2 separate regions of the Mus musculus genome follow, and region 1 is linked to region 2. Evidence: chromatin contacts called from public promoter capture Hi-C data. All regions are on one chromosome and are shown on one strand. The core of a region is the stretch at or near the end of the contact, and the rest is flanking DNA. Distances in the headings are between cores, read along the strand shown. Region 1 holds the start of Ccer1 (coiled-coil glutamate-rich protein 1). Region 2 holds the start of Dcn (decorin).

Region 1 (4,957 bases), core at 935-3,434, 210 kb after region 2:
CAGACAGACAGACAGACAGATAGATAGATAGATAGATAGATAGAATTTAAAACATAACAAAGAGTGTTTGATCTTCTTCCAGAGAACCAAAGTCCAGTGCCTAGCACCTAAATGGGGTTGCTTACAGTAATCTGTCATTGTGACTCCAGATGATTCCACACCTTCTTCTGACTTAGGGGCCTCCTCACATGTGTTACATACTCACACAGGAACACATAGAAAATAATTTAAAATTTTAAAAATAGAAAATAATAAAATAATTTAGAAAAAGAAATTTTTATAAATCCTGAATTACAAACTGCTGCTTTCTTAAGAACAGGGCAAATTCTACTGACTCAATATGCTTTAGTATTTACAACTAATAAAGAAATGCTAATACCATTTTACTAAAAATCAACTGATCAAAAATAATCAATGTAAATTATTGGTAAGAAGGTTCACATCTTTTCTTAAAAATTAGAAAAAAGGGGATTTCACCATAATAATGCAAACTATTGATCTCACCCTTAAAACCCGTCCTGAGACCTTTAAGAAATGTCCCAGCTAGCACTGAGCCATTTTGAGTTAATGACTACAGTGTCTGCCAACCTTATAAATATGCCTCTAGAAGAGGATTCAGGAGAGCAAACGAGTCATTGCTCTGCATTTTGAGTTTAGTAGGTTGCTCTAAACAAGCCACTGAAAGAGCAACATCGAATAAAGCCTGTGGAGTCTATACTCCTACTGCAACTGGAGTCCTAACTCAAGAAGACTCATTGTGGTCTGAGTATGCAGAGAATGTACACTAGACCTCAGTAGGCTTCAGGGCTTTTGAACATGTTGCTTCTCTAATATTTACTTGATGTTCTGATGTTCAATGTGGAGTGCTCTGTTTTCTGTAATTCTGTTTACCACCAAAAAATGTGATAGTAATATTCTAAGATTTTTTTCCCCATCTATGTATGACCAAACCTGTAAGCGTCCTTGTTCTACAAAAATGAGCTCAAGGCTCAGGGGATGACTATTGTTGCATAAGAATTAGTGTCAGGTGTTCTTTTTTGTATATAGTATATGAGAAGTCAAAATGAAAGTGATGGTTGGTACTGAATATTTAGGAGTACCTGTGTTTTGTTTTCCTTTTTTTTTTTCTTCAGTCCTCTTTCCAACCCTGGGGGCTGCACACTATATAAAACAGAACCATGCTTACAGAATGGATGAGGAACCGCAGGCTTCCTAAGAGCTTCCTAAGGGAAATAAATCTGATTCATAGCCATTTTCCTAAGTCAAACACTATGTCTTACTATGAAAGTTAAAGGGACCTGGTGCATGCATTATAATATTCTTATAATTTTCTGATTCTCTTTTTGTTTTTTTTTTTTCACTGAATATTCCTGTTCTCAAAATCAAGTCCAAGATAATGCCTAGTCAACAGACTAATTCTAGAGTACTAGAATTAGTAAGGTGCTTTCTCCGGTAGGTTTTAGTATCACAAGGGATCTGTGAAAGATGATTTCATAGTACAGTGATCCTGTGAGCTTAAAGACTAGCTAGCTATAAAGTCTATCAGTCCCTAGCACACTGAATAAACGAGAGAGAGAGGAGAGAGAGAGAGAGAGAGAGAGAGAGAGAGGGAGAGGGAGAGAGAGAGAGAGAGAGAGAGAGAGAGAGAGAGAGAGAGACTCAAACTTCAGATCCTGAATCTGTGAAACCTGGTAGCCATCTCTTAAAGAAGGCAGGGAGGGCAAAAGATGTTTGGGATTGTACACACTAATGTCTGTGCTCCTGTTTCATGTACCATGAATCTAGCTTTTGAACACACACTGGGGAAGAAATTGGGGCCCGATTTCTGTTACTACGGCTGTCCATAGAGCTGTAGAGAATATACATTCCACTCGGGTTGAGATGAAGGCCCGATCTTCCAACATCTTTCATCAGACTTAAGAGAGAAATTTCAAATACTCCCCATCCCCTAAAAGTTGCCAGGGTGTGAGCACTGCCCAGCTTTCCCTCTGCCTTAAATCCTACGTCATAAGAACTCCTGCGAATGTTCATGGGATATCTAGTTCCGGGAGAAACCCCTCCTCCTCACAGAGGGCGCCACGTCCACTCCAATTGGCTGTCGTCCTGGGCAACCAAGGACGCAAGGGGCACGCGGGGGGGGGCCCCCAGCCAGTATTTAAAGGCCGACACTGCCCGTGCCCGCTCAGTCCGGCCAGGACGGCGACGGTGAAGCACCTGGGTTGAGAGGGAGGAGCAAGGTAACAAGCGACCACTGCCTCTCCCATCCCCAGCTCTAGCCTCGGCAGAGGCGGGTGTGTGTGGGACCTGGGAGTGGCTCTCACATCTCATCGCCCACCAACACCTTCCTCCCCCACCATCCTTACCCCACCCAACCCACCTGGGCAAGACAACCCAGGTGCGAAAGACAGTGATTCTGACTGAAGAGCGAGCAAGTGGAGAAGAAAGAGGGGGGTCCTCGTGAAGAGGGAAGGCGTGGTCACAGTCAAAGGCACGTGGCACTAGGGACACCAGCTGAGGAGGCGCTGACTATCGACCACCCGATAAGGCCAAAGTGCCTGCTCCTAGGGCGCTACCACTGAGACCCAGTGGAGATCCCTGAACCATGACCCAGACGGTCAACGAAAGGGAGGACCCCCTCAATCTGGGCGGCGGTGGCTGGGCATCCTCCATTCCATTGCGCACCTGGTCCTCCTACCATCGAAGGCAGAGGGGCGCTCCGGTGTCCAAGCGGCGATACCGTGATGGCCCCAAAATTGAGTATGAGGCTTCCAGGAAACAACCCAAGCAACAGCGCAGCCCTGGCTCTTGGTTTCAACCTTCCAGAGGGCCCTATTGGGCCCTGTACTCCAACTGGGAGCGCTGTGGAGGGCCCTGGCGCCCACCTCTTATAGCATTCCAGAGCCCCCTGTGCCCAGCACAGATGATCCGGGCCTATGGTCTGCACCCACTCTGCGTTTGCTGCTGCTCCTGCTGGAGCGGACCCTGGAACCCCGGCTGGGAGAGACCCCCGGGTAGAAAGAAGCGCTGGGGACGCAGGGGTCGTGGCCTGCGCCGCCACCCTCGTCGCTCCTTTCCGAGGAATCCACCAATAGACCTGAGCAAGATGCTTCGCCCGGTCAACCTTTCCGGGTGGCGGGCACCTGGGATGAGAGCGCCACGGAACACCACCCAGTTCATCATGAACCAGGTCTATGAAGACATGAGGCAGCAAGAGAAGCTGGAGCGCCAGCAGGCAGCATTGAGGGCACAGCAAGCCCAGGAGGGTGGCATCTCCCCAGGAGACTCCACTACCAATGATGCGCCCCACAGCGGCGTCGAAGAAGATTCGCAGTTGCCGGAAGATCTGTATGGCTTCATGCAGGATCCCTCTCTAACCTTTAGTCCTGCTCTAATGCAGCACAACCAGTCTCCTACCCCAGGGCTGGTAGAGGAAGAGGAGAAAAATGTTGATGATGATGAGTGTGACGTAGAGGTTTGTGATGAAAAAGAGGAGAGCGAGGAGGAGGAGGAGGAGGAAGTGGACAGAGGGTCAGAGGATGAAGATGTGGATGAGGAGGAAGTTGAAGCGGCTGGCAATGGGGAGGAAGGGGAAGAGGACCAAGAAGAGGAGTATATGTTGGAAGAGACGGGGCTGGAGGAGGGAGAACAGAGAGCGGAAGAAAAATTCTTGCCTCTGGGAATGCCTTTGTCAATCCTAGTAGGGGACGAAGAAGAAAGAGAGAACTTTATGAACTATGACTACTTAAGCCAAGAACAAATAATTCCCAATGTGCCAGAGGCAGATCTATTTATGGTACCGGACATTAGCCATTAGTCATCAGGAAGGGAACTGAGAAACGAAATGGAACCGATTTGAGGCTAATATGGATTAACAGCTTGTTAAAAACGAATTCAAAAGTGAGTTCCATTAATAAACATCGATGTAAAACACCTTGGTTGGCCACGATAAAATATTTAAACATTGGTGTGTTTGTGTATGACTATGGGTGGGGGAGGGGAAGATTTCGGATATATTTTATTGGAAATGATTAAAGGCCAAATATTTTATTACTACAGTTTGAATATTTTTCATTTGCTGTCCCCCTTCAGACAACTGAGATTTTTGTAGTTCAAAAATTTTGCAATATTGAAAACCATTTAAATTCCACAGCAGGTTTCTGAGCTTGAAATCCACAGATGTTTGTCACATGCTCAAGGTGGATGTATGATGGCCACTGAATCTCTGTCAATGCTCTTGTAACTGAGGGTTGTTCAAAGCAGCGTTTTTCTACAGCTATAGGTGTTCTACCTTCAGAGTTCATTTTTTTTTTTTGAGGGCTGTATTTTGGTAACCCCGTTTGCAGTCTGTTGTGGCTTAGCTCATTTATATTCCTTATTCTACAGTGGTATGGATCTTCCTCAGAAGAACATGAAGTTGCTTCTGTGGGACTGGTTATCTGCCATGGCCTCAGCAATCCATAATCCATGCATGGAGAGGATGCCCCATGGTCAGAGGTCAACTTGCACATCTAGTTAAGATCCAAGGTAACTGCACACAGCAGCATGGCTTTGATTGTCAAGCCTTGTTCCTGCATAGATTCCTTGAATACGTTCAGAGGATGTAGAAACATAGTTTTGCAGAGTGGATTAGAGAACACAGTGTTGACCTTGGCAGGTGGCTGGGGGTGGGGGTGGGTGGAATATCTAATTTTGTTTCGCAGTTTGTCTTCGTTAAAAAGGAGAGTAAAACCAATGTGTAAATATGAGCTTGCGTGAATAATCTCTGATAATCTGTAAGCAATTACCCAAGGATGATACCTCATTCCAAATACCAACTGTGGTTCAAACATTTTAAGACATAAAAACACATTTTCTCCTGGTTGTTTAAGTTCCGTTGACAGCATACACCTTGAGTCATCCTAGATGAAGGATTTGAATACAACTTCTTCTGAATTACACTTTGTCAGTTCCCCTTCTT
Region 2 (5,394 bases), core at 2,448-4,947:
AAAGAAAGCTGTGTAGTTAGTAAAGCAAAGTAGAATATTCTATTCGACCCAGGCTTTCCTAACTGCAATCCTAAAGAAGAAATTCTTCCAACTGGAACATGACGGTGGTGCTTTGAGTTTTGTTTGTCCTGAAAAGTTGTTGGGCTACAGAGGTACGCAGTTTTCATTTTTGAACTTGGATATCTAAAGAAAACGTATCAAAGCAATGCCCATAGAGCCACAGCAGCAGAAGAACGACCAAGTGTATATGTGCTATTGAGGGAAGGGTCAGACAGGGCTTTTAGTGTCTTATTATTTGCCTTCACCCAGAAAGCGGCACAATGGCTTCCCACATCTTAAATGTTGAATGTCCATGGAACAGAAGAGTGAAGCTAAACTTGTGCGAGGTGAAAGTGTAATGAAGGCGATGATTGTGGGTTGGAGATGTAAAGGAAGAAGAGAGCCAAAGCAAGAATTCTCTGCACACATTTGGTTTGCCTGTAACCTATCTCCAGCTTTCCTGCATCCCACTCTACCCATGATCCTTTGCTGAGAAAGAATTCTGTCTTTGTTGCTAAGGTCTACAGCGATGAAATCCCCTCAAATCCTGACTTCATTTTGGAGAACCAGAACCTAAACGTAAAACAGTCTCATCAGGTTTCCGAAGATAGTCACCGGCTTCCAGACCTCTTAGAAAATAAAAGGGTGTCTGGAGGCATTGCTGGGCTCTGGTACTCGTCAGAACTGTAGTGTTCAGGGTGTGACTTAACTCATTTGGATATGATTTTGGTGAGGAGTGAGTAGACTTTGACAGCAGTGCAACTGCAACTGTACTTGCTGGTGGGCTGTCGGTGGGAATCACGGTGTGAGTGGCTTTTGCAACATCTGTGGTATTCACTCTGAACCAGAATATTTCACATATCTAAATTCCCATGGTTTCAGAAAATCCAACCCTCACATTGCAGCCCGGGGTAGGGGAGCTTAAGCTATCTCTACAAAGCACCGTCTCCTGCCTCCGAGTCACTTTTTTTTTTTTTTTTTAAGATTTATTATTTTATGTATGTGAGTACGCAGCTGCTCTTTTCAGACACACCAGACGAGGGCATCAGATCCCATTACAGATGGTTGTGAGCCACCATGTAGTTGCTGGGAATTGAACTCAGGACTTCTGGAAGAGCAGTCAGTGCTCTTAACCACTGAGATCTCTCCAGCCCCCCTGAATCACTCTTTACGTTACAGTGCAGACACTTGAGACCCATGGACGGTGTCCTGACTTTGCTTTTACTTAACTGTATATGACTGTGTGATGATCCTATGTTTTTGCACCTAAAAAAAAATGAAAAAAAAAGAACCATATACTTGATATAACACTTATATATAACAGCTGTTCATAAATGAAGCTTGATAAATGTGAAGAAACTTAAAAGTTGTCATTAAATTAAAAAAAAAACATTACATAGGGAAAGCATTTGTCTCTATATATCCTTAAACAAGGTTTACGAACTATTAAAACTTTTTAAATATTGGGTGATTACAATGATGATTAAAGTGCCTGTGTGTGAGTGTGTGTGTGTGTGTGTGTGTGTGTGTGTGTGTGTGTGTGTGTGAGTGTGTGTGTGTGTGTGTGTGTGTGTGTGTGTGTGTGTGTGTAATATGTGGTTGAGGCATTGACTCTTTACTTCCTCCTTTACCTGGCTTCCAGAGGTTCAACGCTGATTGACAGGCTAGGAGCTGTAAGTACCTTTGTCTTCTAAGCTGTCTCTTGGGTCCCGGTATTGAACTTGTGTGCAGTTTTGAAAATGAGAAGGCATCGTATCTTAGAGATTTAACAGTAACTCTTCCTGTGTGTGTGCTCATTCTCCTTATGATGAAGCACAGCTATGTAACCTGGATTCAGAATTAGAATCTCTGGGAGCTGCCTTGTGCTTTGGGTCTTACTTAGCTTCATGGGCAGGGAGAGGTCACTGGTTCTCAATTTTTATATTTTCAAAACAGGAGGAGCAACTCTTCTTGGCTAGTTCAATTGTAAACTATATAACACACCAGAAAATAATGGAAAGTAATATTTATGGCGCACTTATACTGAAAGTAAGTTGAAATAAATTTGTTCTATACATTGTCTGCTTTCAAGCTCCATCTAAGACTAACCACTGAGTTACGTTTTCTATGTATTCCACAGGTGCAGAGACTGAAGCTTGGGGAGGTTAGGGGAGTTGCTTTAATTCCTAAACCTGTCATCAAAGGGAAGAACCCAGATATGAACTTTAAACCTAACAGCCCCACCAGTAAAAATTCAAACTAATTTATATGCATCTTTTGTTTCCTCTTGCCAACTTTATTCTACTTTTCTTTCCTATTTCTTTGCTTTCATCTCCTGTCTTATTCTACATTAGGCAATGACTGCTGCCACAATTTGTCCTGACTCACTAGAGTGAAGTTCAGTGTTGCTAAGAAACAAATCATCGATTAAGAAAGACAATGACTATAGTAACTGTGTTAGAGGGACTATGTGTGTTTTCTGGGAGTGAGGCAATGAGCAAGGAGTTATCGCATGTCAGAAGAAACTTATAAATACAAGCAACATTCAGAGGAGAAAGTCAATTAGTGCCAGAAGAAAGGGCATGTTCCTTACACCAATGTCAGCGAACACTTGGACTCAACAGAATCACTCAGCATGCTTCGACTCTGCAAGAATGGAGTGTGTGGAGGGAGAGGTTAAAAGACAGGCAGTTAGACTTGGGAAAGAAGTCAAAATAAGTCTAGCTACATCCTCCCCCTCCCTCAGATTCCCTCTCAAGAATTTAATTCCTTCCAGCTCCATAAAAATAAAAAAATATTTCCTGTCAAAGCATGCACTTAGGTGGGTAAAGGAAGGATAGGGGGAATCTCCTCCTTTTTCATAGATGGTGGCTTCAAGTCCCCACCTGATCAGAGCCTGGAGGCCTGAGCAGAAAAATGCGAGTCAGAACCTGGGAAGGCAAACAGAGCAACCCACAGCATCCAGAGATGGAATTATAAAATCTCCAAAAACTTTCTTCACTGCCTGAATAAACATGTTACTCAATTTGCACTTTCTTCTCCTCCCCCTGCCTATTTACTGAAATTTAAAAAGAGCCACAGAAAGTCCTAATTACATAAGGGACCCATCTATAAAAATTATTATTTTTTTCTTTACTTACAAACTAAATCTTATTGTAATCAGTGTCTAGTTTCTATGTGTTTTATTCAACAACAGCAGCAAAGAATAGACAGTAAGGAAGTTTTTGAAGCCGTAGGTAATGAAAATAATAAACAACATATTTTCCAGATTAAATTCTGGCTTTGTCCCAGAACACCATAGAAATGCATTCAAAATGCACAGAGAACTCCAGAGCACTTGAACTTCAGAGCCCAGGAGTAATTCTATGGAAGTCTAATTAGTCTTCTCTGCAGACCACATTTAAAAAAGCTTTAGGATTAATGCCATTCCATTTTCCAGACCCACACATCTCCAAAGCAAGGGGGAAAAAAGTCATTTCAGAAGGATAATAAATACTACTTACAAACAAGACTGGAAAGGGTGGAGACTGGAATGGGGTTGGGGGTGGGGAGACAAATTCTTCAGTTACAATCTTTTAGAAAAAAAAAAAAAAGACAAATTTCAAATCAAGTTGCTCCACTAGACTACAAAAGCAGTTTGGAATGCTGGGCGGATGCAAAGGGATAAAGCAAATGTGGAGGGGGAGGGAGAAGGGGGCCGATAAAGTTTCTGGCTACAATACAAGAGACGTATCATTACCATATGATCTAATGTGGGTGTCAGCTGGATGCGCTCACGCAGTGAAACCTTAGTTCTTAACTGTGCTATGGAGTAGAAGCAGGAGGTTTTCAACCCAGTGACAGTCACAGGGCAGCACCACCCCCTCCTCCTTCTTTCCACACCTGCAAACCCTTTTGCCTGGGCTGCATAGTTAGTGTTAATTACATCGCAGCTTTGAGGGCTCCTGTGGCAAATACCCGGATTAAAAGGTATGGCTTTCAATAATTGTCCTGAACTCTGCTACAGGCTAATAAAGCTTCTGTCAAGTGGAGGGCAGAAGAAAATATCTGGTGAGAAAAAGGAACGAGAAGGAAGCTGTGCTAAACTTTTAGTAATCTTTAGACAACGTTAGAAATGAATTGCTTGAAAACAGAAGTTAAGTACTCGGTAAAACAAACAAACAAAAAGGCAAAACTGTTTGAATGCATTGGTTTTGTGCTCTTGCTTCTGTTCTTGCAAATATGCTTATTAAAAACTTGTAACCTAACACCATGACTTGTCTATATTGGTAGTTTTGTGTTTGTACTGATGAAATGCTTTGCTCTTTATAAACTGTCAGCAGAAAAGCATTCGTAACTAGCATATTGCTTGTGCCTAAATTAGGTATTTAAGGGTTTCTTCTCGTGCTGTGTTCTTGCATACTTCACAATCTTTAAAACATCAGCAAGACAAGTCTCTGGCTGTAGAAATATAATGCCTACTTCTGCAACACCAGAAATGAATAGGAATTATTACCAGAAAGGTGAAAAGGAACACAGGAAATATTTATGATGTTAAAGATCTGAGATAATACAGCTGCAGAGCTCTTTGGTTATAAATGTTTCTGTCAATATTTTCGATGCAAATTAACCTTTCTTATGAGGTGCATTCACTATGAGGTGAGGGTGGGGGTTGATTCTCATTTTAACTTAAAGCAGAGTAAGCAGAGGACCACTGGTTACGTGTGCCCCAGTGTGTGACTCCAGTGATCTCTGTGCCTGTGGCTTTTTCTTCCTGCAGCTGCTTATTTTAGCAGACCTCTCCAAAAGAAACATAGGTTTTATTGTAGTTCTTGTTTGTGGACAAATGTATTTTTATTGCTTGTATTTTAATTATTCCTATTGTTACTGAAGTTTTAAATTCACCTTAAAATGAGGGATTTACAGATTCACTTCATACATACGTGTTAAGTTTTAACTCTGAAACACCTAACAACAGTATAAGTATGTTTATACAAAAGTTAACCTGGATGAAATAGCTAAGTAAATAAAGAAAGATTGTTTTGGGGCCAGACAGATTACTTTTGGTGAGACATTTCGGAACTTAAACAACTCTTTTTAGTGGAAAAATGGCTTTACAAATATTTGAGAGGAACAGTTTCTACAAGATATAGTGTTGCTTCAGTCACAACCTGTTCGTTTGTAAATTGTTTTTTGTTGTTCTAGTTGCCATTTATAACAAAAGGAAAAAAAAACAAACAAACAAAAAAACAAAACAAACAAACAAAAAAAAAAACACTGAAGAAATGTTGAGGACCAGTGACTCTTAAGATTTCTCTTAAGTTAATTGCTCTAAACACGCTGGATCTTTGAGTAGTATAAAAAATATTTTAAAAGAAATTTCATGGGAGAACTGGA

The links. Capture Hi-C pulls out chosen DNA fragments and counts their contacts.
Region 1: a contact with region 2 is called in a promoter capture Hi-C map of adipose tissue. The contact joins the promoter of Ccer1 here to the promoter of Dcn in region 2. A contact is called at or near these places in 10 of 39 promoter capture datasets (the 3T3-L1 cell line, 3T3-L1-derived adipocytes, cranial neural crest and 6 more), 2 of 484 Hi-C or Micro-C datasets (pre-hematopoietic stem cells and ventricular fibroblasts), 1 of 115 datasets of contacts at active chromatin or transcription factors (heart atrium) and 3 of 9 other capture datasets (adipose tissue, liver and pancreatic islet).

The regions. Positions count from the first base shown.
Region 1 is chr10:97,690,875-97,695,831 of GRCm38.p6, forward strand. Ccer1 (coiled-coil glutamate-rich protein 1) reads left to right here and starts at 2,185. Exons shown (of 1, transcript NM_025724.2): 1 at 2,185-4,052. The coding sequence starts at 2,603. The coding sequence ends at 3,814. All of the region lies in intron 4 of Gm10754 (predicted gene 10754), which reads right to left.
Region 2 is chr10:97,475,803-97,481,196 of GRCm38.p6, forward strand. Dcn (decorin) reads left to right here and starts at 3,698. Exons shown (of 8, transcript NM_001190451.2): 1 at 3,698-3,987.